7 separate regions of the Mus musculus genome follow, and regions 1, 2, 3, 4, 5 and 7 are each linked to region 6. A link is a contact called in public Hi-C and promoter capture Hi-C data. All regions are on one chromosome and are shown on one strand. The core of a region is the stretch at or near the end of the contact, and the rest is flanking DNA. Distances in the headings are between cores, read along the strand shown.

The links. Promoter capture Hi-C pulls out the DNA fragments that hold promoters and counts their contacts. A called contact is a pair of places that touch in the nucleus more often than the background predicts. Capture Hi-C pulls out chosen DNA fragments and counts their contacts.
Region 1: a contact with region 6 is called in a Hi-C map of muscle stem cells, with 4 times the contacts expected there. The contact joins the promoter of Hspa14 here to the promoter of Phyh in region 6. A contact is called at or near these places in 1 of 39 promoter capture datasets (pre-B cells), 2 of 484 Hi-C or Micro-C datasets (CD4 T cells and muscle stem cells) and 1 of 115 datasets of contacts at active chromatin or transcription factors (large pre-B cells).
Region 2: a contact with region 6 is called in a promoter capture Hi-C map of liver, with 4 times the contacts expected there. The contact joins the promoter of Rpp38 here to the promoter of Phyh in region 6. A contact is called at or near these places in 1 of 39 promoter capture datasets (pre-B cells), 2 of 115 datasets of contacts at active chromatin or transcription factors (stem cell-derived neural progenitor cells and thymic regulatory T cells) and 1 of 9 other capture datasets (liver).
Region 3: a promoter capture Hi-C map of pre-B cells shows a contact between it and region 6, with 7 times the contacts expected there. The contact joins the promoter of Nmt2 here to the promoter of Phyh in region 6.
Region 4: a promoter capture Hi-C map of embryonic stem cells shows a contact between it and region 6, with 4 times the contacts expected there. The contact joins the promoter of Suv39h2 here to the promoter of Phyh in region 6. A contact is called at or near these places in 2 of 39 promoter capture datasets (embryonic stem cells and pre-B cells) and 2 of 9 other capture datasets (adipose tissue and liver).
Region 5: a contact with region 6 is called in a promoter capture Hi-C map of hippocampal neurons, with 11 times the contacts expected there. The contact joins the promoter of Proser2 here to the promoter of Phyh in region 6. A contact is called at or near these places in 1 of 39 promoter capture datasets (hippocampal neurons) and 1 of 115 datasets of contacts at active chromatin or transcription factors (large pre-B cells).
Region 7: a promoter capture Hi-C map of pre-B cells shows a contact between it and region 6, with 2.4 times the contacts expected there. The contact joins the promoter of Usp6nl here to the promoter of Phyh in region 6.

What each region holds. Positions count from the first base shown.
Region 1 is chr2:3,511,288-3,514,134 of GRCm38.p6, reverse strand. It overlaps Hspa14 (heat shock protein 14), which reads left to right and starts at 1,321. Exons shown (of 14, transcript NM_015765.2): 1 at 1,321-1,501. The coding sequence starts at 1,445. It overlaps Cdnf (cerebral dopamine neurotrophic factor), which reads right to left and starts at 1,070. Exons shown (of 4, transcript NM_177647.4): 1 at 894-1,070. The coding sequence starts at 1,008.
Region 2 is chr2:3,331,310-3,334,572 of GRCm38.p6, reverse strand. It overlaps Rpp38 (ribonuclease P/MRP 38 subunit), which reads left to right and starts at 1,945. Exons shown (of 2, transcript NM_001013376.2): 1 at 1,945-2,046. It also overlaps a transcript of Acbd7 not described here.
Region 3 is chr2:3,282,315-3,285,515 of GRCm38.p6, reverse strand. It overlaps Nmt2 (N-myristoyltransferase 2), which reads right to left and starts at 1,304. Exons shown (of 14, transcript NM_008708.2): 1 at 1,110-1,304. The coding sequence starts at 1,219.
Region 4 is chr2:3,473,108-3,476,264 of GRCm38.p6, reverse strand. Suv39h2 (suppressor of variegation 3-9 2) reads left to right here and starts at 1,279. Exons shown (of 6, transcript NM_022724.4): 1 at 1,279-1,562. The coding sequence starts at 1,319. It also overlaps a transcript of Dclre1c not described here.
Region 5 is chr2:6,128,729-6,131,619 of GRCm38.p6, reverse strand. It overlaps Proser2 (proline and serine rich 2), which reads left to right and starts at 1,435. Exons shown (of 4, transcript NM_144883.4): 1 at 1,435-1,578.
Region 6 is chr2:4,917,068-4,920,310 of GRCm38.p6, reverse strand. It overlaps Phyh (phytanoyl-CoA hydroxylase), which reads right to left and starts at 1,315. Exons shown (of 9, transcript NM_010726.2): 1 at 1,167-1,315. The coding sequence starts at 1,241.
Region 7 is chr2:6,321,354-6,324,283 of GRCm38.p6, reverse strand. Usp6nl (USP6 N-terminal like) reads right to left here and starts at 1,527. Exons shown (of 15, transcript NM_001080548.1): 1 at 1,330-1,527. It overlaps A230108P19Rik (RIKEN cDNA A230108P19 gene), which reads right to left. Exons shown (of 7, transcript NR_040333.1): 7 at 2,673-2,930.

The sequences.
Region 1 (2,847 bases), core at 72-2,571, 1.4 Mb after region 6:
TGAAGTTCTATAATAAAATCCTGCTTGCCCAAGATGAGATCTTTAACTGAAATTATAACTGTTAAACCAGTATCTTTAGCTACAGAAATTTTAAATAACATCTAAACTTATTTTAAATTTCTAGAGGAAGGTTTGATAATTGCTGATAGAAAGCTGGACTCCAACTACTATTAATACTATTTACTTACAATAAGACTCAACTGCCCATTCCACATGAATCTTGTCTCCATTTTCTGTTCAGTACATCTGCTCTCAAGATGAGAAGATATATGTTTACATCACTTCAATAAAACAAGAAGTGCTACAGTGGTCCCAAAGGGACTATCAAAACTGTTCATCTTGGCTCTTGTTAACAGTCCTCTACAAAATACACTGTTTTTTTGTTTTGTTTTGTTTTTACAAAACCTAGGTACTATAACACCCTCAAAACCAGGTGGGATGGTGGAATTGAAGGTATGATCGCCAAGTCCACAGAAGAAAACAGGCGTCTATTTTATCGTTCTCTAGGAATTAATGTGCTCCTTTGTAAAGCAGCTTGTCTATAAAGTCCTAGTCAGCCGTACCCTTGTCTTTGATTTCAGCAACCCTAACGTATTGCCATGTTTTATTTACCTCCTAGGAATGGCAATTAGTTTGAACCTCAAAACATGTCTTCTGAGCAGAGAAGCAAGTCTCCTCGGTTAGGAGCAACAAAATCAAGTTGGCAGCGGAGACCATTTGCACAAAATCTAATACGAATCCTATTTCACTCCTTTTTCTGCGCCACCTTAATAATGACAGCAAAAGCAGAAGGGTGAAATGTTATTTACAGCTTGGGCCGGGAGAAGCTGCTTAGGCAATTGCTAGGCTGAGCGCGGTGTCGCCGCCATGCAAGCAGGTCACACACCGCTCACCTTCACAGTCAGCCCTCGGCCCCACACCGGCCTCCAGGCCCTGCGCCAGCACAGGGTTCGAGATACAAAACCCGGCGCAAAAGGTCACCAGAGCAGTTGGACTGATGCACCGCATGCTGAGCCTGGGACCCGGAACTACCCACACCTTCCTTACTGTAGTGGGGGCTGCCTCGTGAAGCCGGAAAGAGGCAGGAAACAAGTGACGCAATCTCACCAGGCGTTCCCATTGGCTCTGATGAACGGCGCTCAGGAGAGGGAGGAGCTAATGACCCTCTTCCGGGCCTTTCCGGCTTGAGCTTGAGCAGACCGGCGTTTACGCCGGGCTCCCAAGGAGCGCGGAGTGATGCGCTAAAACTATTGGCTAACCGTTCTGATGAAAGGCGGCATCCTTATGTTGATTGGCTGCGACTTGGGAGGCCGGCGCAGCAGACCGGACGCAGTAGGCGGGCGGGAACGTGAAGTCTCCGCAGTGCCTGATGGGCTTGTTCCGAGGAAGCTAGCTGAAGCTGCTGAAGGGTCCTTCGTTGAGCTGCCGTGGTCTCCGCCGCCTTATGGCGGCGATCGGCGTGCACCTGGGCTGCACATCAGCCTGTGTGGCTGTCTACAAGGTGAGCCTGGGAAGCTGTCTCCGGGTTCCGTGGCGGCCACCCTGTTTTCTGGGCTCCGGGTCATCGGCCCGGGAACCGTGCGTGCAAGCAAGTGGCAATGTTGCGGGTTCTCGGCTCTCCCTCCAAGGCCAAGCACGCTGTGTGGAGGGTGGATACAGAGAGCCGGATCTTGGATACTCCAGGGTATCCTGGACGTCTTGGCTGTTTGAGGAGTTTTAGGGACGAAAAGGCCTCAAGCATGCAGGGTGCACTTAGGAGACCGGGCCATAGGATGCCCAGAAGAGTTCAAAAGACGTCAGGGCTCCAGGATGCCTGGAGTCCTCGGGGCGGGGGACATCGTTCTTGTAAAGACGCCTAGAACAAACCTGGATGTCAGGACCCCCTGGATGCTAGAGAAGTCCTAGTGACAACTGACCGCAGAGTCCCTAAGAGGTCACGGTGACGTCACTGGTTCGGGGTTCCCGGAGGTGGGAGGTATTTGAATTTCTGAGCAACCAGAGCACTGTGTAACTGCCCTCGAGAGAAGGGTTCCTAGTTAAGAACTGACTCTTGCTGTACACACTTGATTCTAGAACTGAGAACTTAACAAGGAACTATAGCTTTTTCCTCCTCAATATCGATGGAGAAGGAACAATGTTAAGGAATTTAACCGATGCTATCTTCGGTTTTAAGTCTCATTCGATTTATCAGGAAAGTCCCAGGGGAGTAGCTACTTCGTTTGTAGGGAAGCAGGTGGAAAAGCTGTATTTGTGGGAGAGTCGTGTAATCATGCTTGCTAGGTATAGAATGTTGTATACATTTGATCCAGCTTACTGCACAGATCTAAACGGGAAAATGCATGGGCTAGAAGAAGCCTTTTATTAAACTATAAGAAACAAATAGTGGCAGTTAAAAGACCAGTTTATGAGGGACAATCTAAGAAAGAGAGACACTGCCAACCTAGTAAGGTTTTGCAAGGTGGAGTAGTCTGAGGACTGAACTCGGGTAGCCTTGTGCTTTTATTGATTGTTACGAAAAAAAGGCCTTTTGGCAAGTCAATTACTGAATACCAGAATGTCTTCTCTGATCTCGTTGTCTGAAGGACCCATTGCCTAAGCAATTATCAACCATTGCAAAAATTCCTGGTTTGCCAAGAATGTCTTGCTACTGAGGTTATGCAATTCCTCAGTTTGAAATTCCCAAAGGAAGAGCAACCCCATAAGTCCCATCACTGATTATTTACAGAAGATGACTTTAAGGCCTGAATGGGTGTCACTCAGGCACCTGAGTGAATGCCAGATACAATGGCATTTCTAAAATTCCATTACAATCTGCAGGTATATTCAATGAGATTGTGCATTCCAGTG
Region 2 (3,263 bases), core at 696-3,195, 1.6 Mb after region 6:
GATTGCTAAATTCTCAAATAGAAAACAAGGCCCAAAATAGTAGCGGCTATATATAATTTGTATTAACTTAATTCTGCCACAGCTGTCACTGGGTCATAGTGGTTCCATTTGTCAGACATGTACCATGTGGCAGGCACTGTGGTAAGCATCTTACACAGAATATTCTTCTAATCCTCAGAATAGGCACTATTTTTATCATTTCATAGTTGGCTAATTAACTTGCCTGAGGTGTAGGGACACTAGTTAGTGGGAAGGCTAGGGTGTCAACATAGCAGCCTGGCGGCAGAGGCTTGTAATGTAAGAGCTGGAACTTTGGTGGGACAACACTCATAGCCATTACCTTTTTACTTCTTTATCTTGCCCCTCTTTCTGCCTTTTTTTATTTTTATTTATTTATTTATTTATTTATTTATTTATTTTTCTGTTATGGTGTGTGCAAGTTCTGGCCCCGAAGGCCCAGTCTGCAGCCTCCTGTCTCAGTCTTCCACGAGCCAGGATTTTATGTGAACCTTTAGTATTTCAATTCTACCATCGCGATTTGTCTTTAGCGCTACATGACTGCGGGTAATAGTAAAGGACGTCTTATATGGCACAGTCAAAACTCGACCGAACTTAATCTAGTTCATCTACTTGTGATAGAAACCACAGCACGCTTTTCCTGTAAAAACTTCAACAATCTTTGACCACAAGCAACAGTGTTTGTTCTGTTTAAATGTTCAATAGGTGGTGAATAATGGAAACGTAGAAGCTAGATCCTATATGTTAGTCTAAAATGAGCAATGAAAACACCGAGAAAAAAGAGGAAGATAAAGAGAAGGACCTGAATCCTCCCAAATTCATAAGAACAGAAAGTAATTCCTGTCAAGTAATTTTTATTTATTTATTTATTTATTTATTTATTTATTTATTTAATGTATGTGAGTACATTGTTGCTGTCTTCAGACACACCAGAAGAGGGCATTGGATCCCATTACAGATGGTTGTGAGCTGGGACTTGAACTCAGGACCTCTGAAAGAGCAGTCAGTGCTCTTACCCGCTGAGCCATCTCTCCTGCCTTTTTTTTTTGTTTGTTTTGTTTTGTTTTTTGTTTTTTTGAGACAGGGTTTCTCTGTATAGTCCTGGATGTCCTGGAACTCACTTTGTAGACCAGGCTGGCCTCGAACTCAGAAATCCGCCTGCCTCCCGAGTACTGGGATTAAAGGCGTGCGTAATTTTTAATCTTTAGTACATTATTCCACTGCTTACCAGTTGTAACTTTCCAGTGATTTTGTTTCATAACCTTTCTTATTTTTTGTCTCCGTTTGTCAGAAGGCACAACAGCTATTGCCGGAGTACTCTGGAGTACTGCTGTGGAACTAAATGCAGCCCCTATTTTCCTTTCAGTGTGCCCAAGATTCTACACATAATCTCTAAGTACATGCAACCCTATAACCCCTATTTATTTGATTTTCGTGGCAGAACACGAGCTCCGCCTACCTGCCTCTGCATTACGTCACTCCCAGTCAGGGGCGTCAGGCGTGGTGTGTGGACTAAACCTGGCACAGCACTGCGCAGGCGTGTATTCTGTCTCGCGAGAGTCTGTGGTTGCTGTAGTAACCAGCCTCTCCCAGGGACGCGTGCAGGGGAATGGGTGGCTATAAGGGCTGGAGTTTTGTATCCCCAGAACAAAAAGAGACAGCAAGGCAGAAGCAACTGGGCTAAAAATGGAGAGCCAAAAGGAGAGACGAACCTCTCACAGAACCGAGCTGTTCCGCATCGTCATTTTGGACGACCAGTCAGAAGGGAGAGGCTGGTTACTACAGCAACCACAGACTCTCGCGAGACAGAATACACGCCTGCGCAGTGCTGTGCCAGGTTTAGTCCACACACCACGCCTGACGTCCCTGACTGGGAGTGACGTAATGCAGAGGCAGGTAGGCGGAGCTCGTGTTCTGCGCACGCTCAGTGCAGGCGCACGTGGAGCGGGCGCAGTGGTTCCTGGTAGTGACCGAGTTGCTGTAGTGAAGCGATCCGTCACGTGGTCTCCGCGGGGCGCTTCTGCTCAGGTGGGCGCGTGCGTGCCTGTGGCTCGAGTCCCGGCCCGTGGGCACCCGGGTCACCGCGGGGTGGGGGTCATCCAGAGCCCGCTCTCCCTGAGGTTCTTTCCGGCTGGTCTCAGCCGATCCCTGCCTTCGGGGGTTTCCTTCCGTCGTGTTGTGTGATGCGGGTACCCCTTCGTCCTCCCGAGACCGCGGGAGCTTCTCTGCTGCTGACAGCCTTTCTAGGGTCTCTTCCCAAATCAAGGTCTCTGTGACGCGATTCTAATCGCGCCGCCCTTCTTGAAAGGCTCTAGAGTCACCATCTTGTCCTTACCCAGTATCTTCAACTCCAGCATCTCTGTTCGGGCGATACTGAACTTTAATGTTCTTCTGTAATCCCTCACTGCCCGCTTCCTTCTTGGGCTATCTAAAGAATTCCTTCAAAGGAGGAATATTTTAGATTGCGGTTGGTTAATGGTCGTTTTCTCCAGAGACTTCAACTAAGGCCTGTTCCTCAAGATAACCTCACTACTCTGGCTTTAGAGTGAGCCGTTTTTATTACTCGCAGAAGCTTTTTGCTTTGCCCAATGCCTAATGGCCTGCAACAGCAAGGATAATTCATAATAATTTGATAGAAAAAAATGTATGTAAGTGCTCTACCAGGCACAGTGTACGTTGAATAAGGACATGAGAAACCAGAGGCCTCATTAAATAGCCAGAATCTGTAATATGGGTGATGAGTGAAAGGAGAAATGCTTGAGAAATGGGAGTAAACATTTTGAGTTTGTAATTGGTCCTGTAGGCAGTAGCAGCTTGCAGACATAGTTGGCAAGGTACTTGATCAAGCTCTGTGAACCTGTTAATATTCAGCATTTTAAAAATTAGTATTGCATGGCGGTCATCTTATGTAGGCTTGGTTCTTTTTTTCATCTCCCCTTCCAGGTTTTTGTGAATCAGAGACATACATCCCAATCTTGCAATCCCTTGGTTGCAGAGCATCTGTGAGTGTCCCCCATGCTAGGCAGGGACAGTAGCTGACTTGCAGTTTGGCAAGCGTTGTGGTGGGACCATTTGTCCCTTGCTTCCTGGTCATTTTACTCAAAGCTAGCTACCAGCTGCTGGTCACCTCGATAGATTTGGACGACCTGTTCTTGAATCTCTTAGCTTGTGAGGAGCATGCAGCTCATGGGGATTGATGGAAGCAGTTATTATGGAAGCAGCTATAGCCAGTGTCTGTAGCAGTG
Region 3 (3,201 bases), core at 55-2,554, 1.6 Mb after region 6:
ATACTTTAAAGACTCTCCATGAACTGAATAAATAAGCCATCTGTGACTCAGGCTTCCCTATCGTGTTTTTAGGCTGACCCACTTCTCCAGTCACCATGGTTCGCAGAATCTCACTTCTAAGGGGCAGCAGTAACAGTCTGTGCCAGCGCATAGTTTGAATCCAACAGGGTAAAAGGCTGAGGCAAACAGCACCTACAAAGGGACACCGGTCTTTATTTAAAATGATCCTCCAAACCCCGCCTCTAAAACAGAACTTCAATACCAGCCTTAACCAGAAGCAGTCTTTTCTCGAAGAAAAAAAAATCAAGTCTGTAGGGGAGAAAAGAGGGCAGCATAGATTGAGAAACCGATCAAATGTTAAAGTACTTGGTGCATTTGGCTTTGGAGATCAGACACCAGTTTTGCAGGAGGGGCAAGGTCGGGGCCGCGGGAACTCCGTTCACCCGTCAGCTCTGCTCTAGAAAGCTCTGAGGGCACGCTCAGAGGCCGCAAAGCTGAACGCCCTCAGGCGTCGGCTGAGACCTGTCTCCCTCCCCCTCTCCCGGTCTCGGCGCCCCTTTCCCGGCCTGGGAGGCAGAACTTTGCGCAGTTCGTCGCCAGCAGCCGAGACCGCCAGAGGCGCATCCCTATCCCACCCCCACCGCCGGCTCTGCGGGTTTCCTCTCTACAGGGGGTTAGTGGCGGCTGGGGGGGGGGGGCGCGAAAGAACTAGAAGGATGCCAAGGCACAAGTGGAACGACTTGCATCTCCCTCGCCTCGCCGGTCCAAGACGCCGCCACCGCAAAGGGAAGGGCCTTGCGTCCTTGCTAAGTTCCCACCCGAACCACTCGCCGTGGTAGGGTGAGGCCAAGCCAGCGGGGGCGCGCGGCAGGTGACTGTCGCGTCGCGGGTTCCCGGGCCCGAGTCGCAGTCTCCCCGCCCACCTCAGCCCTCGCCCACCACTGCGTGCTCCCCGAGAGCTGGGAGACCTGCACCTCACAATGGTCTCGGGATGAGGACACCGCCAAACGGAGCCTCCGGTCTAGGGGCTCCCGCACGCCACGAGCGGGCGCGGGAGCCCTGAGGTGCGCGCGGTCCCCGCCCTGTCGCGCCCGCGCGCCACCTCCTACCCTTTGGCGTGTTCGGTCTCCTCCTCATTGTCTCCGTCTATTCCGCACGTGTCCTGGTCGTCCAGCTCTAGGCTCTGCTGGCTGGCCGCAGACTCGCTGTCCTCCGCCATCGCGGCGGCTCCGAACGGCTGGGGAGGCGGCGCTCCGAGCAGCAAGCAAGGCGCGACAGGGCGGGCGCGGCCGCAGCTCCCTCTAGTGCCGCCCACCCTCGGGCACCGAGTCTCGAGTCTGCGGCCCCGCCCACCCCCCGGTCACGCCCATCACAGCCGGCCCGGCCCCGCCCACTCCCTTGAGGCTCCCGCCTGTCTATGCAGTCCCGCCCGCCTCAGTCAGGGCGGGCCCCGCCCACATTGCGTGCCTACACCCGCCCACTTCATCAGTTCTCCCACTTAGGCAGTCGAGGCCCCGCCTACCTCGCCTTCCCACTTCCGCCTATTTTAGCGGGTGAAGACCGGCTCCTCTCGTGGTCCCGTTTCCGCCTGGGCTAGCGAGGCTCCGCCCACCTCGCCTTCCGCTTCGGCTCCACTCCGCCAGCACTGCCCCGCCCACCTCGCTCGCCCGCTCGGGCCTCCTCAGCGGGCACGGCCCCGCCCACCTCAGCCAGCAGAAGGGCGAAAGCACGAGGCCGGCCCTTCCTCAGTCTAAAGCTGTGAGGTGGGGCGGTGGGGGAATGGTGGAGCCGGAGCGGGAGCCGGAGGCCGAGGCTTTTGGGCTTGGGGCGTGGCCTGAATGAGGATGCGTTTGTGGCTCCAAGGCTAGACCTGGTCACTGCAGGCTGGATTGCAGGGCTGCGCGGCAGCCTTTGCGACCACTGCCTACAGATTCTATATGTCTGTGTGCCTCAGCGCTCTCGACTTCTGCAGGGATTTTTTTTTTCACTCAGGCCTGCGATTCCCTAAAGCTCTCCCTGCCTCCTCTTCCACATGTTCTTCAAAATTTTCCATTTCACATTTTAGTATCTAATGCTTATCGAGCCAAAGCTCCGCCCTCCCCACCTCCCCGCTGCAAGCAGCCTCAGAGTCCTCAACAGAAAATGACTGGAGTTGGTTTTTGTTTGGTTGACTGGGGTTTTTGTTTGTTTGGTTGGTTTTTTTCTTTTGCTTGCATGTTTTTGTCTAGATGGGTTCGGCTGAGAACAGAATGAACATTTTGTGAAACATGAAGACACCCAGATTAGGGGGATTGGGTCGTTTTAGGCAAGTCTGTCGGCTCTCTCCTAAGTGAAGGTCATGACCTAGACCACCAAGGAAACCTGTATGGGCAGTGTTGAAATCGTCCTCCATCAGGAAACAGGAGAGGAAGAAAGCCAAGCATGGTGGCCCATGCCTGTTATCCCAGCAGTCCTGGATGTAAAAAGTCCCGGAGGTCAAAATGAGGAGTTCTTTGAGGCCAGCATCCACTGCATACAGAGTTCAAGGACATCTTGAGCAACAACAGACTCCTCTCAGGGAAAATAAAGGACTGGGGGATAGAGGAAAGAGAATCTCCTGGGTGTACCAGATAAGGCAAAGGTGAAATCCATATTGCTGTTAAATACTTCCCACAGCAGGCACTCGGTTGCATTCCAGAGACAGGGATTTTTCAAAGATCCTGCCAGACCACCAGAAGACTGTGAGGCGGTTTTACAAAGGCAGTTGCTGAGAAAGTTACCCAAACTCTGTAACGAGGGGAAAACTCCCTAAAAGCCACCTGAAAATTTTAGTGTAAAGCAAATCTCCCCCCAAACACGCACACAAGTGCACACACACACACACACACATGACTATGTGGTTAACATGCAATGAGCTCGAATGACCTAGAGACAAAACTTGCAGAGCAATTTCAAAGCCCAACATTTGTCTGACCTTCTTGGAGGAAGTGTAAGTGGGACCCAAAGATGGAGAAAATGCACTTCTGTGCTTAACAATTGCAACTATTTCTCAGACAAGGTCAAATGTGGCCTCTAGGTTCAGACTTTAGGATAAAGGCAGGCAGAGATGACTAAGGTTCCTGACCCTCATCTTCATAAACTGAATATAGCTGAATAATTAACCTGTCAACAGAGACCTAACCAGGAGGTATGAAGTCAGTCATTTTAACCTGTCAGAGGGCT
Region 4 (3,157 bases), core at 30-2,529, 1.4 Mb after region 6:
GCTATTCCACCAAGCTATCCTCTGCTTCCAGCATCCTTTGCCAATTTTTAAAATAAAACTTAGCAAGACCAAAAATATTTGTAAGACTCTACCCTGACCGTTTTTTGACAAAAGCTTTTAAAGAAGAGCTAGAGAACAAAGCCAGACAGAATGCCTGAGTGGCCTCTGAAGAAGTAACATTTGAGTTAAATCTAGTCACGTGAGAGGGAGCAGCACATGAAGGGGAGTCAGTCAGTTCTTTGATCTAGACCGTGATTTCCAGTTTAAAGTGTTTATTGGGGGAGAAGGGAGCTTTGGCTAGCACCTGTAATTCCAGCTCACCAAAGTGGAAGCAAAAGGGTCAGGACTTGAACATGCTTCTCAGACAAAGCAAGTCTGAGGCTTGTTTCATTTTCTGTTTTAAAGTCTCCTTAGCTGGGTGGGAAGTGGCTGGAAGGGGAGCAATGGAGAGGTCAAGGCAGCTAGGCTGTTTTGGCTGAAGAGAAGACAGGCAGTATGTGCTTGTGAATAGCATTGACATGACTGGCTTACAGAATTGCCGATGGTCTTTTGTGTATAATGGTTCCTCTTACAAGTTTTCAGATTTACAGTGGTAAAACCGAGAACGACCTGACTCTCCCCAAGCATATATGGCTAAAACCTGCCCTCAGCTTAAGTCTGTTAATGTTAGTAAGTCCTTGTCCTAAGTGTACCTTTTACGTTTGCCTTAACTAAGAGGGTTCTTGGCGGGGTTGGTTGGATTCTCACAATTGTCAGGCTTTTCCTTTGAGTCCAGCTGCTACATGGCCACATCAACTCATCAGAATCTCTTTGAGTGGTTTAAACAGACAGCACCTCTCCAGGTGAACCCAACATGCAGTCAAATTTTAAGATCCTGAGTCCTGGTGGTGTGGAGTGAAAGGAAAAGTAGTGGGGCTTCGTTGGGTTGAAGTGCTGAGGAACAAGAGTGGGAAAGGAGCTACCTGCGCACACTAACCCCGCACAGCCTATTTTGCGTTTTGTGGCGGGCACGTCAGGTCTTTGTGAAGCGACTCAGGGGACCGCATGAAGAATCATGGCAAGCGACCTCCGAAGTCAAAGCGAGTAACAAGCCAGCGACGGGCAGGGCCAGTTTCCACGGAAGGCCCCGCCCCTTCCCGCCCCCACCGTGCGGCGCAGGCGCGGTAGCTACCACCGCAGGGGTCGGTCTCCGCTGACGTCAGAACGCCTCGCTCCTCTCAGCCTCCCCGCTCCGGAGTCCCTGGCGGGCCGGGGCGGGGCGTGTGGCCAGCTGAGTTCTTCGGGCTGACCGCGCCAGTTTGAATGAAAGCTCCGCAAGATGGCGGCGGCCAGGGCCAAGGCACGGGGCAGTGAGGCAGGAGCGCGGTGTCACCGGGCTCCAGGTCCGCCCCCGAGGCCCAAGGCCAGGCGAACGGCGAGACGCCGCCGCGCGGAGACCCTGACGGCGCGACGCTCGCGGCCGTCTGCGGGCGAGAGGCGCGCCGGCTCCCAGCGAGCGTGGTCCGGAGCTCCGCGGGCCGCGGTCTTTGGCGACGAGTGTGCACGAGGTGCCTTATTCAAGGGTGAGCAGGAAAGCACACGCGCTGCGGCGGTAGCGGTCGCCACCTCCGAGCCGGGGGTTGGGGGTGGTGGCGGGGCTGAGGTGCGGTGCTGGAGAAAGGGAATCCCCTGGTGCCTGCGTTCGAGCGGGTCTGGCCTCGCCGTGAAGCGCCTGCACACGCAGCCCTGAGCTCCGGGAAACTTTGGGGGGCCCGGCTGGAACTTGCAGGTTATTTCTGTGGATGCTGAAGCCGGGGCACGCAGTGCGCGTGCGTGCGCTCGAGTCGCGCGCCCTTTGAAAGTCTGGGTTGTGCAAAGCCTTCTGGAATGAAAAGGTTGTTCTCCAGCTCTTTCCTCCGCTCCACCCAGATGGTGACACTATTATTCCCGTAGGTAGCTCTTGCCTCCTTGAAGCGTGGTGGGGATGGGATGGTGGAATGGTTTTTATAAACGGGATGTTATAATCTAGACAATGAGGCGTTTTCCTCTCATCATTTTTGGCTGTGGGATTTTGTAAACCAAGTGTTGGCAATTTTTCTTTTTAACATTTCGAGATGCCCCCAAAATGTAGCATTTCTGTTGCGAGGGGCGGTGCATTGTAATTACACGTAACGCTTCGTTATGACGTTTTCATACGAATATATGTACGTTGATCCTCCGATTCAACACCACCCTCCATTATAGTGTTGTGTTTTCAGATTCTCAGCTAGGGGTAAAAATTGAAAAGATAAATAAAACAGCAAACAACTTGGTTACATAAACAAGAGGACTCTCCTTTGCAGATGATTAGCATAAGGAGATTAGCATTAAGACAAAACAGCCTTAAGATTTTTAGAAGCGATTTATGAGACGTTTTTTACAGCTTTCTTGTCTCCAAACCGCCACACCTAAGCAAATAAATGTATTCTGGCAAATTTGAAGGAAAGTCTTTTTGCAGGTGCCAGAAATATGAGTTGTTTGCAGTCACTGGAGTTCGGAAGCTATCCTCACTGGTTTCTGACAATGAAGTCCTTACTGGGAAGGATGAGGAAGGACTGCGGGGAAAATTTGAGCGGTTACGCTGTCCCTTCCTGGAAACTTACCTTAAAAAGGTTTTTGCCCACCACTTCGGAGAACTAAAGACAGCTTGATGAGTTAGAGATACATTTTCTTTGGTCACCTCTGTTCTCAACAAAACACACTTTTTTCCAGTGAATCCCATACACAAAAAGATTGGGACTTTCCCAAAGTTGTGTAGCTAGGTGACCCACCAACGGGTAGAGCAGAGGACTTTTGATCATCTTGTATTTATCCTGATAGTAGGGGTAGTGAAGTTTGTTACATTTTTCTAGACATCAGTTGTGTGATTATATTTTTAAATCCAGGATGTAATACAGTTCATTTCTGGCCTCCGTACGGGTATTGTTTAGTATGTCTGATTTTCAAGTCTGGCTTATGGAATATTTCCACCTTGTATTCTGTTTTGTAACTGCTGGCTTGAAAACTGTAGGAAACAAGTATTACAAAGCTCACTATGCTCTCCACTTAAAGTAGAATTCTCTGGCTTATGCATGATGAAAATACATTTTACCATGCACAAAATAAATGAAGCTAAAATCTCTCGACTTTTTACAAAATG
Region 5 (2,891 bases), core at 186-2,685, 1.2 Mb before region 6:
CTGCCTGTAACCCAGTCATTTGTGTGGCCAGCCACTTCCTTCGCTTTCCATTAAATGGGGAAAATGCAAACATTTAGGGGGTACAGGTTGTCATTCGAGCCACACCAAGCATTACAGTGAATAAAATCCATGGCCCTGGCTTTCTCGCTGAGAACATTAGCTTCTGCCCGGTTGGGAAAGGCTGCCACAACAATGAGCTATTACTATTAGCTACTCAGAAATGTTCCCCCCGGTGGTAAAGATATCCCAACAATCAACAGGATCAAAACCGGGGCCTTTCTTCAGCCTCGTCGACCTCAAAAATCCCTCTCTGTAAAATAACCATAAGAAGTCAAAGGACCTGGCTGGCCAAGAAAATGGCTCATTGGATTGAGGCACTTGCCCTGAGCCCTGAACTCTGACCCTCGTGAGGGCAAGAGAGGACCAGCTCCTGAAGGCTGTCGGCTGACCTTCACTTTTTGAAGCATCTCTCTCTCTCTCTCTCTCTCTCTCTCTCTCTCACACACACACACACACGAATGAAGGAATGGATGAGTGGATGAATGAATGAATGAATGAACCAAAAGAAACAAAATCCTCAAAAAAAAGCAAGAAGGATTTTGACATTTTTCATGACAAGCAAATGATAAATATTTAAGGAGCTGGCCATGTTTACTCTGCTAAAAACCCTGTTCAGTGTGCACACATATGGGAACATCACATAAGTAACTCACATATGGACAATGCTTACAAGTTCATTAAACATGAATAGAGCTTGGCGTGGTGGCACACGCCTTTAATCTCAGCCTGCATTGGCTCTCTCTGAATTGGAGGCCAGCCTAGTCTACATAGTGAGCTCCAGGCCAGCCAAGGCTACATAATGAGATCCCTTTTCAAAAAAACAAAAACAAAGAAAGACTTAACCCCACGACCCCACAAACATTGTCTAAATGAATTAAACAAAATAATGTATGTTATGTGTCTTGTTTGAAAGTATACGTATTTCATAAATAACAGTCATTATTATTAAATGAAAATAATCTCTTCAGGATATTGTTGTTGGATGCCTGTAATCTCAGAAGTCAGGAGGCTGAGGCAGGAGGATCATGAACTTGAAGCCATCCTACATAATGAAATTCTACTTTAAAACAACAACAACAACAACAACGAAACTCTCAAAGTTAGTGGTGGAGTTGCTGGAGAAGTCCCTTCTTATTCAGGACTTCAAAAGCACATTGGTATTACGATTGCTCATGCTCAATTCAGTCTCACAAGTAGACCGAGAAGGCCTGACAGGCACAGCCAAGGGCTTTGGGCGCTGGCCCTTTAAGTATCGCGGGGACGCGCAGACTACCTCTGGCCGACTGGAGTCCGGCCGCCAGGAACGCGCGGCAGAGGTGCAGAGCGCTGGGCGGCGGAGCGCGCACGGCCGCCGAGAGCGCGCGGCGGGGAGGTGCTGGACGCCCTGGGGAGCGCGCTCCAGGCAGCCCGGGACGATCGGCGTGCGTGCGTGCACGACTTGCTGGCCGGAGGACGGCGTGAGCCCCGAGGGTCTCAGTCGGCGTGGACACCTGCGACCCGCGGAGGGGACTTGGCTCGGTGAGTTCCGCCCTACTGAGCGAGGCCAGGCCAAGCGCGGGACACCGGGAGCGGCAGCAGCTGTCGGGATCATCCAGGGCTCCCGGTCCGGGTCTTGGTAACTGGGGAAGCCCTTTGCGCGCAGCTGGGGCTCTGTCGTCGCCGAGGTCAGTGCCACCGGTTGGCCTCCATCCTGGGGCTTCGGGGATCGCGACGTGTGGCTTTTCACCTAGGGGTTTTCCCGAGAGCGAGAGTGGCTCGTGGCGTGTTGTCTGAGTTGAGTCTTTGGTCCCTTACCTTTCCTGGAGCGGACTGCGCGTGAGGACCGTGTCCTTTGCGAGGCTGAAACCCGGAGATGGCCAGAGCCACCTGTTAAACCAGTATCCTGAGCGAATCCTTCGGCAGGTTTTCCATGCCCCCGCCGGTTCCCCGCAGGTAACTGAATCGCGCGGGGATGTTTGTGTGGGTCTGCCGGGAGACCTGGGACGGTAGGGTTAGAAAGACCGAATATGTGGCTAATGAGACAGGGCTTAACAAAAGGCAGTCAAATAAACTGCAGCGTTTCCCTGAGACGGAAAGTTTCTCAACTTTTGTTTTACGGATTCTAAATTTAAGTAACTAACCCCCTCTAGGCACCTAACCACAGGACAACTCTGCCTGAACCTATTTGGTGCAAAGGAGACAATGAAGAGGGGTTTGTGTGTGTGTGTCCCCCTAAAGAGTAAAACTTTCGAGTCCCGCTGTGGGAAGATTCCCTCTGGCTCCAGTTTTAATAGATAACAACAAGAAGCTTTGTCCTAGAACGATCTAGAAATACCAAACCAGGTATTAAGTGTAAACTCTGGGAAGTGCTTGAAGGACAGACTCTTAGGAAAAATAATTTTCTGTGAGGTGCTCCAGTGTGTACTAAAACTTTGCCCTCATATTCCATGCCTGAATGTTCCAGATTGTTTTCCTAGGTGGAGGAGGTACTTTCGTTGGTGCGGCCAATGGTGCGGCCAATGTGGAAATACAAACAAATGCCCTATTTACTTGGGGCTGGGTGGGAAGGGTGGAAGTCGGGCTACGATCTTTCTTGCCAGGCTTGACAGCGTATGTATGGAATCTTCTGTATTTTCTTGCCCAGACCAGTAATAGCCTTTTTCTCGGTGACTGGTTCCTTTTAACAGTGACTCCAGTGAGCTTCTCACTGGAAAATTTTGGATCCTGATAATTTAAAAGCATTTTTCTCCTCTCACAGAAAACAGAAATTTGAAATTAGAATAAGTGGCAGTTATAAAGATGGGCTGTGTTTTTTGAAACTGAAGAGCCCCGTGGCACTTCGTTGAAGAGGG
Region 6 (3,243 bases), core at 66-2,565:
GCCTGGCACACCGCTGCTTATAAACCAAAAGCCCCACAGGCAGAATAACAGGGAAGGCCAAATAAACAACTATTATGATCAGCCTCGGAGGTGGCAGGCACTGAAAACCCTAAACCATTCATTTTTAGCAATTTCTAGGGCGAGGGGCCAACAGTTTGATGCTTCCTCCCATCCCCCAAGAGTCTGAGTGTATGCATGTATGTGTTTGTGTGTGATGTGTGTGTACACACACGTGTTCGTGTGCATAACTGCTTCCAAGCCTTGGTTTAGTGTTTTGTTTTGCTTTTTAGACCGTCTGTCACTTTTGGCCAGGATGGCTGGCCATTAAGATCCTCAAGTCTGCCGGACGGACGGTGGTGGCACGAACCTTTAATCCCAGCACTTGGGAGGCAGAGGCAGGCGGATTTCTGAGTTCGAGGCCAGCCTGGTCTACAAAGTGAGTTCCAGGACAGCCAGGGCTATACAGAGAAACCCTGTCTCGAAAAACCAACCAACCAACCAACCAACCAACCAACCAACCAACCAACCAACCAACCCTCGAGTCTGCACCTGCACCTCCCAGGGGGATCACAAGCATTTATCACCAGGCACTCGCTTCTGAAGTCGCTTTCCGGGAACCAGTTCAGTCCTCAGGAGACTGGGGACACCTGGCCCCTGGAGTGGGAGCTTACACAGCTAGTGGGATGGTGACAGACAGAGGGCAGGTGGAGATGGGCAGCTAGCTACCTGCTGGACAGGGTCCTGAGCCTTCTCTTTTTGGCGACTGGCGCCTCCTCCTGACCTCTGAGAATCCCTGCCTCTGCCGGCCTTGGTCACAGGCAAGCACCTGTGGGCAACTGTCCTTGGTGTTTCTGGATGCAGAAGTCAACTCAAAAAATGGCAAGCCTCTTTGTGATGACGTCGTCACCTTTCGCTTTATGCTTCCCGCTTTACACCAGCAAGAAACCACGGTTTCTTGAAGGCTCAAAATGCTGCCTAGAGAAGTCCCACCAGAGAGCCCTTCCAGAAGACGAGGGCTCTCTGGGGATGCAGCCTCCACCCGGGAACCCTAGGGATGGAGACAGGGAAGAGATGGCGGCGCAGAGGCTCTCTTATGTCCTTGAAGCCACCACCAGGGCGGAGAGGCTCCTTCGAGCCTGTGAGCCCTTCCACAGCCCAAAGGATACAATCGTTGGGGCCGAGGGTCGGCCGAGGTGTCCCAGAAGGACCTGCAGCCGGGCGCCGGCGCGCGTAAGATTCATGGTGGGGGCCAGCAGACGAAACTGCTGCGCCCAGGTCACACTTAACTTACGGCAAGGCCCCGCCTCCTAGTAGAGGGTGGAGTTCTGTCCAAGGGCAGGACACAGCGCCACCTCCCCCAGGCTGGGGGTTGGGGAGCTGGGGATGAGGGAGCGAGCCTAGGCTGTCTGGAGTCCTTGCTCCCCGCCGCTGTGTCTTTGTTCTAATCTGCAAGGTCCGAAATTTTGCGACTGGGGTGATGCAAGCCGAGCAGCCCGAGGCCGTTAGGGATCTGAGCCACCCTTTTAACTTGGTAGTTTTAATCTATGAACAACTAATCTATGTGACTAGTTCTCCCACTAAAAATTAAAATCATCTGTGTTATTCAGAAGAGACATTAAATTTAGCGTGAATTCATCCTAAAATATTAGAAAGTTTGGCTGTTAGTTTTTAAGAAGAGCGATCCACACGGTCTAGGATAACTTACATTACATTTTTGTGTGTGGTGGTGGTAGTGGTGATGGGGTGTGGTGTGTGTGTGTGTGTGTGTGTGTGTGTGTGTGTGTATGTATGTATGTATGTTTGCATCCTTGTTTGTGGAGATCAGAGAAATAATCTTCAGGGAAGTTGAGTCTCTTTCCACCACCTGAGTTTTGGGGATCGAACTCTGATGGTCAGGTTTGTTCAGCAAGCTCCCTTAACCACTGTGTATCTCACCAGCCAGTATAACATGTAAAATTTCTTATGTAGCTAAAAACTGTTTTCTTTAATCCCAGCACTTGGGAGGCGGAGGCAGGGGGATTTCTGAGTTCGAGGCCAGCCTGGTCTACAAAGTGAGTTCCTGGACCACCAGGGCTACACAGAGAAACCCTGTCTCGAAAAAGCAAACCAAACCAAACCAAACCAAACCCAAAACAAAACAAAACTGTTTTCCTAAAGTCTTTGAAATTCAACCACTACACATAATCTCAATCTCTTTGTCTCTCGGTCTCTTAAGAGAGTTACTTCTAGATTGCTTCTAGTTACTCCATAAACATGTTATTGTTTCTTAAATGCTTTCATTAGATAATTTGGTGACAGTGCCATAGTCCAGGAGAGACAAGCAAGTAACCAGCTGGCTACTTCCTGTTTTCAGGTTGCAGAGATTTGCCCTTTGTGCCTTGACCTTTAGGACGAGATTCGCTTAGCTGAAGCTCCCAGGGCCGGCTTGGTCATTTGCTTATCTCCCAACCTCATCTGTCCAGCCTGAGCAACCTGGTGGAAGCCTGACCATGTCCTGAGAGACCGGCTTAATTAGCCCACAGTTTAAAAGCAGGACTGACTGCATTCCCCCCCCACCCCCCACTTGGGAAATAGGTGTGTTCTTACTGCCCTCACCTGGTGCAAAATGGGAACTGCAGGGAGAAGGAAGAAAACAAAACTGAAATTAGTCTGAATTTGGGTCACCTCAAGCAGAATTGAAAGATTAAGACCGTCATTCTGAGGATGACTGGTTTCCCTAAAAAACAGAGAGAATTATGGCTTTGGGGCCTGTCTTAGGGTTTCTATTGCCGCCATGACCATGACCAAAAAAGGAAGTTGGAGAGGAAAGGGTGCATTCGGCTTACATTTTTACTGATCTGTTCCTCATTAAAGGAAGTCAGGACAGGAACTCAAACAGGGCAAGATCCTGGAGGTGGGAGCTGAAGCAGAGAACATGACAGGTGCTGCTTAACTGGGCTCGTTCTCCATAGCTTGTTCAGCCTCTGCTTTCTTCTAGAACCTAGGACCACCAACCCAGGCCACCAGCCCAGGGATAGCACCACCCACCATGCCCTGGGCCTTCCCCATCAATCACTAGTTAAGAAAATGCCTAACATCTGGACCTTCTTGAGGCGTTTTCTCCTTGAGATTCCCTCCTGTCAGCTAACTTTAATCTGTCTTAAACTGACATAAGACCAGCACAGGATGAGAGATTGTGGCACTCAAGATAGAATTTCCTCCTGGCTCTGTGTGTAACGTTTCCTAACCTGTATTTTTGTTTGT
Region 7 (2,930 bases), core at 278-2,777, 1.4 Mb before region 6:
CCCTAGTTCCCACCACCACCGAGAAAACTTCCAGAGATTCAGTATGGGAGGGAATTGGTCACGAGTCATCTCAATCAACCGTACCGCGAAACTTTTCTGAGCTATGAAACAACTTGTCTCATAGATCTAATTACATAGGAATGGAAGAAGGGAAGGAAGGAAGGAAGGAAGGAAGGAAGGAAGGAAGGAAGGAAAGAAGGAAGGAAGGATCCACGACTAAACTGTTCCAGCAAGAATACTTTGAACACTGTCCCTACAACTTTTTCCATTCGTGTCGCAGTACTGCCCCAATTCACCGAGCCTTTCCATAAGGCACAACGCATATTAGTCTCCTTAAAAAGCATCTGGGGTAGGAGGAATGAGTGAACAGAAGAATCTACTAACGCAGCTTTATTCGAAAATGCCGTGATGTTAGCTAACACCTTGTACGCTAATTTTAAAAATAAAATTCAAAATATCTGTGGATAGCTGGAGAAATGGCTGGGCGGTTAAGAGCACTGACTGCTCTTCCGGAGGTCCTGAGTTCAAATTCCAACAACCACATTGGTGGCTCACAACCATCCGTACAGCTACAGTGTACGCATATAGATAAAATAAATAAATCTTTAAAAAAAAAAAAAGTATCTGTCGATTATACGGAGTGTGCCTAAAGAAGAGCCCAGAGATCTCGATGCTCAACATATATGAACGTCCCACCATGGAGTAAGACTTCTCTCATTCTCTGCATTAAAACACCTGCGAGCCACCGTGCTCATCCCCTATAGAAACGCCGCGCTCCCGGAGCCCCAAACTAGCCAGCAAAACTTTGCCGGGGCGCACGGATTTCCAGCTCCCTCCCGCCCGCCCATCCTCCCCGGGGCTGCTCCAAAGTTCTTGCGGCATCCCAGGCAATCGTCTCAGCGAACGAAGTTTGCCTGGGTCCTGCCCACTCGCGCTCCCGCAGGACGCAACTGAAACTTGCAAGGGAGACACGTCTCCCCGGGGACCGAAACTTGCACGCGGGGTGGGGGAGGAAGGCGGCCGGAGCGTTCCGCCTCCCCGGGGGTCTGCACGCAGCGCCGAGCCCTCTCGGCCCCCCGCCCGGCCGCTCCCGCGCGCGCGCCCGCCCGCCTGTCAATCACACCGCAGACCACCACCCCCACGCGCGAGCAACACGGCGCGCGGGGTCCACGGGAGCCGGCTCGGGCCAGGCCGCGCCGCCGCAGCGTGCCCTCTGCCCGGGGCCGGGAATGGCGGCGACCGGCTGCCCGGAGCCAGTTCCGACCTGGCCCCCTCGCCTTTAGACCCCGCCAGCCCCTGTAGCAGCGGCTGAAGAGAAAAGGAAGTTACCTCCAAGCGGTCCCGGCGGCGGCGGCGGCGGCCAGTCGCGGGAGGCCGAGAGGTCCGGCGCGGCGGCGGCGGCGGCTACCGCAGTGCCCTCCGCCCCATTGTTTCCCTTCCAGGAGGCTCCCGGCAAAGCCGAGCCCGGGAACCAGGAAGTTCCCCGGCGCGACACCTCCAGCCGCCGCCGCTATGGAAACGGCCCCCGCCTTCCCCAGGGCGGCTCTCCCGGGACCCCGCCTCCGCGCCGCCGGCCCCGCCCGCCTCACCGGCCGCCAACAGTCGCCGTTGCGGCCGCGGCCGCCGCCATCTTGGCGCGGGCGGACAGCCCCTGCCTTCCCGGCGGCACGTGCGCTGTTCCCGCGCTCCCGCCGGGCGCGCGCTCGATGGGCTGCGGGCGGAGGCCGACGGCCCGAGCCCCTCTGCATGAAGAGGGGGTCCGCCGACCCGGCGGCGCCCAGCGATCGCTCCAGAGCTACTCACGGGCTGGGACCAGTGCTGTGTCTGACACCTGAGGGCAGCCGGCAGAGCACGGCGCCTTTCGCGGATGAGGCCCGTCCGCTCGCCAGCCTTCAGACGTTGCCTACTGCACTTGGGTTTTTCTTGGACTCGGTATCCTCACCCGTGAAGTGAGAGGGAAACTGTACCTGCTTCGTGGAGTTGTTCCCCGCGCAAACAAATGCTTGGTAGTGTGTGCACAGTGAATCTGTCAACAGAGTGGCTCTGTTACTGACACAAGGTCACACAGTCAATTTCCAGGCATTTATGCCAAGAGTTCAGATCAGCACAACTTTAAGTAGGCTACTGTGTGCAAGCCTTTTGCTGCCTAAACAGTGTTCATTCCCTGGCCCATCTTTCTTTAGGTCAGCTTTTTCTGTGTCAAGAGTTTTAATCCCCACGGTCTTCCATTAAGAACTGATGTAAAAAGGGGATGATGTAAACTTCCCAACACTGTAATTTGCTGACGGTTAAATGATTTATTCACTAGAAGCAGCAAAGGTTTGGGTGTGCGAGTAGCTAAAAGGCTTCTGTCCTTGTTTCCAGGAACTAGAATTACTATAGCTGGCAACTGTGCACTGCGTTTACTCTTTCCCAGGCTGGTGAAACCTGACACTCACTGCAAACTGTGTTCCTTGAGGAATTGAGGAGAGGCAGAGTCCTGGCCCTTCCTGGGCTTGCAGACTTTAACACCTGTGACTCCTTGGGTCTTAGATGGCCTCTGAGGCCACTTCTGACTCTCAAATGCTGATTAACCAGTGAAACCCAGGGCCTTTTGGACAGACAGACAGACAGGCGCGCGCGCATCCCTTCATTCAGGTCTCCATTTAAACCAGGTTTGGAAACACTACTTTGGGTTTTGTTTTGTTTATTGATTTGTTTATTCTGGTATGTACAAATGGCACAGTTGGTTTGGTGAAAATCAGGTCAAAAGTTGGATGGTCATGGGAATTTTTTCAACACTCAAATATAAGGAATAGAATTCCAAAATTAGCAAGTCACCAAAGAGCTCTCCATTTGTGACAATGCCTACAGCTTCCAAGTCTTTGATGACAACACATGCACATACGCATGTACTTACATTGTGCTTTGAAGATTGCAGAAGTCCTCCA